Regions from separate parts of the Macaca mulatta genome. Here region 2 is linked to region 1. A link is a contact called in public Hi-C data. All regions are on one chromosome and are shown on one strand. The core of a region is the stretch at or near the end of the contact, and the rest is flanking DNA. Distances in the headings are between cores, read along the strand shown.

The links. Hi-C and Micro-C count contacts between places; a contact is called where the count stands out from the background.
Region 2: a Hi-C map of liver shows a contact between it and region 1, with 1.7 times the contacts expected there. The contact joins the promoter of ZNF165 here to the promoter of LOC702796 in region 1. A contact is called at or near these places in 2 of 14 Hi-C or Micro-C datasets (fetal cortex germinal zone and liver).

What each region holds. Positions count from the first base shown.
Region 1 is chr4:155,233,451-155,236,458 of T2T-MMU8v2.0, forward strand. LOC702796 reads left to right here and starts at 1,544. Exons shown (of 2, transcript XM_078000794.1): 1 at 1,544-3,008. It overlaps ZKSCAN8 (zinc finger with KRAB and SCAN domains 8), which reads right to left and starts at 793. Exons shown (of 6, transcript XM_015135783.3): 1 at 647-793.
Region 2 is chr4:155,312,016-155,315,023 of T2T-MMU8v2.0, forward strand. ZNF165 (zinc finger protein 165) reads right to left here and starts at 1,613. Exons shown (of 4, transcript XM_015135770.3): 1 at 1-1,613. LOC106997866 (a long non-coding RNA gene) reads left to right here. Exons shown (of 4, transcript XR_001444146.3): 1 at 1-450.

The DNA.
Region 1 (3,008 bases), core at 294-2,793:
ATTCATGACTAACCAGAGTTTTGGAAATGGGGACCTCCCAGAGTTCCTCGTTGGCTAACTTCAGTTTGCTTTAACGAATGAAATAGGCATTCTGATAACGCTGAATTCTGAATTACCTTGAAATTAAAACAAAACAAAACAAACTTTCGTACAATTATCTAGTCAACACACCACCAGTTTCTGAAAACACTAAAGAAAGCAGAGTAACAGCAAAAATGGGTATGCATGGAAAACTGGGGCTTCCAAAAGCAAAATATGTCTTTTTTTAAAAACTGAGAATTTTGTTGTGACCGAAACGCAAAATAGCGCTATCTGAAAACAATTCAGACTCTGGAAATAATTGGATAAAAAATAACATGGGGGGGGTCAGTTCCCCATTTTAAGATAAACACGATCGACTACAAAATCATACCACAAAACGATTATCTATGAAGAAAGCTTCATAAAAGGTTCCCTCGCAAAAAGTTCGAGGGCAATGCGTGGGGACGTACTCTGCCTGTACCAGCAACTAAGGCGTCGGAATCGGTCCGCGGCGACGACCACCGCACAGGCCCCTCTGCGGACCCCTCACGCCAGTCCTCAGCTGCGGCCTGGACCAGCCACAAAGCACCCACTTTTCTCCGACCCAGAGCCCGACCGTACTCACTGTGAGTTGCAGAGGCGCCCCGGCGGGGGGAAGGTACGCTGCAACGGATAAACACACCCGGAGAAAGGTCGGGAAGTAAAGGAGATGAAAACTGTACTCCAACCAGGGCCCTCCGGCCACTAACTTCCAAATCTGCGGAGGCACAACACCGTCCAGCACGCATCTTGCCCCAAAGGCACTTCCGGAAGCTCTCTAGGAGTCCTGGAGGTCTAAAAGCTCTATGGTCTGCCGACTGCGGGTACAGGAGTACCACGCCCCTCACCTGCTGTGTGCTGTGCCTCGGGTTCGTCTGCGTGCCTCAGGCTTCCCCGTCGCTGGGGCAGTGAACGTGCTGGGGAATAACGGACCTTGGTGTCCCCTCTGCCTTGTGTGCTCGTGCAGCTCCGCGCGTTCGCTGACAATAGTAACGGCCCCCTGGGGGTAGATATCCGACGTAGGGAGGCTAGAGCTGTGTAAGGAGGCTAGGAAAGTGTTGGAGGAGGGAGCACTTCATGGTTCCTTAGGATTCCAACTGGACTCGCGTTTGGCCCCGTTACATACCCTGTACTTTACTGTTCATAAATATATTCATAAATATATCCAATCCTCCCACATAGAGTACAAACTTCATGAGAAATTCCTGCTAATCACAGTTCATAGTTTTGTGAAATCCCTATGGCATGGCACTTAGGAATCGCATACTTTATTAAGTATTCAAAAAATCGTAATTAAATATATATTATTTTTGGATCTTTACATATTTCCCACTCTTTCCTATGTTAATGAATTTCAATTGCTTACAACATCTGCTTTGCTGCTTAGCTGTTTTAATGCTAAACCTATGATGTAAGCTTGGGGAGTAAACCCTAGTTTTAATACCACAAAATTTGGGGAACAAATCTATGTTCATTCTTTTTTTGCTAGTCTTTTTTTTTTTGAGACGGGGCGCTATTGCAGAGTGTATTGGTGTGATCATAGCTCACGGCAGCCTCAACCTTCTGGGCTCAAGCAATCGTCCCACCTAAGTCCCCCAAGTAGCTGGGACTACAGGTGTGCACCAACCTCAGCTTTAAAAAATTTTTTCTTGTAGAAACGGGGTGGGGGTGGGGGGGTCTCAGTATGTTGCCCAGGCTGGTTTCGAACTCCTGGGCTCAAGTGATCCTCCTGCCTCAGTCTCCCAAAGTCCTGGGATTACAGGCATGAGCCACCGCCCTGGCCCTATGTAATGAACAGACCTGTTGCATTACAGCTTTTTAACTTTTGAGACTAATAGGATTTCAGGGGTGGAGGTTGTGGCAAGAGTTAATTTTTGTTGTTTAGGTCTCATGTATTTATTTCCTTCAGCGCCTTTCCCAACCACCTATTTATTGAGTTCTCAGGGCTCCTCCAATTTTCACCTTAATTTCCCTCTTTATCTGCTCCTGCTGGTAGCTACCACCACCGTTTCTATCCCTTCCCAATTACTAACTCCCCAAATTTTGTGTACTGACAAAGTTGTTTTGATTTAAGGGTTTTGTCATCTAATTATCACATGAAAACAAGTAAATAATAGTAAACACTAGGAAGCTACAGTGCTTCTGGACTCCTTCAAAGCACTTATTTTTGCTTTTTATTTCACAGCTGTTGCTTTCCACCTGGGATGGTAACTGGAAGTAACTGGTGACAGATTAGAACTCTACTTTGTTTCTTTTTTTACGTTTAAAAAATAACTTTTTTGGCTGAGCAAGGTGGCTCATGACTGTAATCCCAGCACTTTGGGAAGCTGCGGGAGGATCACCTGAGCTCAGGAGTTTGAGACCAGCCTGGCCAACATGGCAAAACCCCATCTTGGCAAAAAATACAAAAATTAGCCGGGCATGGTGGTGGGCTCCTGTAGTCACAGCTACTCCAGAGGCTGGGGCAGGAGAATCACATGAGCCTGTGAGGCAGAGGCTGCAGTGAGCTGAGATCCTGCCATTGCACTCCAGCCTGATCAGTGGAGCAAGACCCTGTCTCATCTTAAATAAACAAACAAATAATTTTTAAGTCTGAAGTTGTGCACATAGGTAGTTGTACAAATTCAATGTGCACACAACTATGACTGCACATACTATGTATAAAATTGTGTACACATAGGAAGTAAAATAGCATCATGCTATAGGCAGTTTTCTCAAACTGGACACACAGACACCGATTATAACAGATAAAATTGATAAATTTGACTTCAAAATTTTAAATTTAAATTCTCATCAGAATTTAAATCTTCTCAAAAAAAGCACCATTAAGAAAGTGAAGAAAAAGCTATACACTGGAAAATATTTGTAATACATCTATCTGACAAAGAACTATCCAGAATATATAAAGAACTCTCACAATTAAATGAATAAGATAATTCAACACAAAT
Region 2 (3,008 bases), core at 363-2,862, 79 kb after region 1:
GGCCGGGCGCAGTGGCTCACGCCTGTAATCCCAGCACTTTGGGAGGCCGAGGCGGGCGTATCACGAGGTCAGAAGATCGAGACTATCCTGGCTTGCAGGGTGACACCCAGTATCTACTGAAAATACAAAAAAAAAAAAAAAAAAAAAAAATTGCCGGGCGTGGTGGCACGCCCCTGTAGTCACAGCTGCTTGGGAGGCTGAGGCAGGAGACTCGCTTGAACCCGGGAGGCGGAGCTTGCAGTGAGCCGAGACCGCGCCGCTGCACTCCAGCTTGGGTGACAGAGTGAGACTCAGAAAAAGAAGAAGAAGGAAAAAAAAAATATTTACACTCGAGCACAAATTTTCTCAGCAAAGCAATTTACTTCTATAGAAGGGTGCGTCTCACGGATAGAGCAATGGCTAGAGCACACCTGATCAAAGGAAGGGAAGGAGTTCTTATCCCTGACGCAGGTAGTCCCTAGTGCTGTGTCGTTCCCGTGCTGGCTAGGGTTGGGCCGCACAGTCTAAGTTAATTCCGATTGGCTATTTTAAAGAGAGCAGGGGTAAGAGCCGGGGTGGTGAGGTGAGTAGTTTCGGCGCGAAGGACGGTTACGGAACAGGTGACTAAAGGTGACTCAGGTCAGAGCAGGTCACCGGGGTGACTCACGACAGAGCAGGTGACTAGGGGTGACTCAGGACGGAGCAGGTCACCAGGGAAACAGATGTGAACTACTGATTAGAACTGGCGGAAAAGGTCGTTTACTGAAACTAGAAGCAAGGAGATGAGGAAAATGAGGAAGTTAAACTTTAAAATGGAGAACAAAGAACTGAAGGTACTGACATACTGGTTCTTTGAAGAGAAATTTAGAACGCACTGTATTTAACAAGGAGTTCAAGGCCAGCCTGGCCAACATGGTGAAACCCTGTCTCTACTAAAAATATAAAAATTAGCTGGGTGTGGTGGCGAGTGCCTGTAGTCCCAGCTACTTGGGAGGCTGAGATAGGAGTATCGCTTGAACCCAGGAAGTGAAGGTTGCAGTGAGCCAAGATCATGCCACTGCACTCCAGCCTAGGCGTCAGAGCAAGACTCCACCAAAAAAAAAAAAAAAAAAAAAAAAAAAAAAAAAAAAATTTATTCGGGAATAGGAAATTGCATTAAAGAATAGACTTGCCAGAGTAAACTATGTTTCTATTCAGGGAGGTAAGGGAAGACAAAGGTTTTTAAAGGAAGAATGAGGAGGTTTATGTGATTGTTTAAAATCATTATCCTTGACTACAAAGATTGGTAACAAGGATGACACCAGTCTGAGGTTAGACAAACAGTTGCTGGGCAGATGTCCTTGCAGAAGTATTTTTGGTGTAAGGTGGGTTTTGCAGTCATATGTGATAGTTTTCTTATGAGGCGTACAAGCCTGAGAAGGGCTATGAAGAGACCCTTGAAGAGACCCTGGCTCTATCTGTCAGATTCTTGCTTTTGTTTTTATTTTTTAACACTAGTGGGCCGGGCGTGTTGGCTCACTTTTCTAATTCCCCACTTTGCGAGGCAAACACGGGAGGATTAATTGAATTCAGGAGTTCGAGACCAGCCTGGGCAACATAGCTGGGACCTTGTCTCTACAAAAATTTAAAAAAAAAAATAATCGAGGGTTGTGGAGTGCACCTGTACTCCCAGCTACTCACGAAGCTGAGGCGGGAGGATCGCCTGAGCCCAGGAAGTGGTGGCTGCAATAGTGAGCTGTGATTGCACCACTGCACTCTAGCCTGAGTGACTCCTGCCTCTATTTAAATCTCAGACGGTGAAATTGAAGCCCACGCAACAGGGATGCAACTGAAACTTCACCTCCTCTGCAAAACCTTCCTGCATTCCCATGCAACTTTTCTTCTAAGGCCTTGTTTGATTCATCGCCTTACTCCAGTGGAACTCAGATATTCAAAATGGTATTAATTATAACCACTGGCTGTCATTGGTCCATGCGTGGCCTTAAAGTGTGAACATTTTTTAATCCATTACCTGATCTATAAGAACTATAGATTGACAACAACTTAGATTTAATACTACTCTTTTTCTAGTCCCTCTCTGTACTACCTCTCATCTGAGGAAACACTATCACAAATTTTGTATTTGTTGTTCCCTTGCTTTTTAACAAGATGATTCCATTAGATATGTACTGTTTTGTCCCTCGAAAGTGGTGGCAGGGGAGTTCACACAAGGGAGTGCCCAAAACTGTCCTAGTTGGGGCTGGTTGGAATTCCAAAGAAAGAAGCACTATGTGCCAAGGTGATCAGTCTAAAGCATTTATTGAGGGAACTTACATCGTGTTGCAGAAATCCTCCCCATGGATAGGAGAGAAAAGGGGTGTTCTACCTAGATATGTCTGCAGTGAGGGGGTCAGGGTATGGAGTTTATATGAGGGTTTAAAGAATTTGGCTCAGGGCCAGAGCTAGTTTCTTTCAGTGTTTTTGGCGACAACTTAGATACCTTTATCAGTGCCTGAGAATGTTCAAGACCCAAGTTTGGGTTCAAGCATGCTGGGAAAAAGCTGCAGCTGGCTAGGTCAAAGAGAGGTCAAGGCACTCTGATTTTCAGTCACAGAATAGTCAAGGCTCTATGATTTCCAGTCAGAGATCCTGCAATCCATTTTCCTGATTGGCTCTTACAATTTCACATGCCCATCTCTTCCTATATGTTCCCTGAGCTGGTCAGAAAGGGTGGGATCGTCGGCAATTTCTTTCCCCTGGCTTTATGAAACACAGCAAACAAAACCTACGCTAACAGTAAATACAAGTGCACATGACAAGATCTAAAATCACATTTTCCAAAACGCTTGCTAGCAGAGCTTTCCACCAAGGACCCCATCCTGGAAAACATGACTTTGTGTAGACCACTTGGCATACTCTATGTGGTCAGTAAGCTGTAATTGCTTTTATAAGTGAAGGATGGATTGATTAACTTCAGCTTCTTTGTCTGGAATATGCACACAATGTTCACTTTTGAAAAGGGCGCAGGTTCCCCCTTGCACAGATGTCAG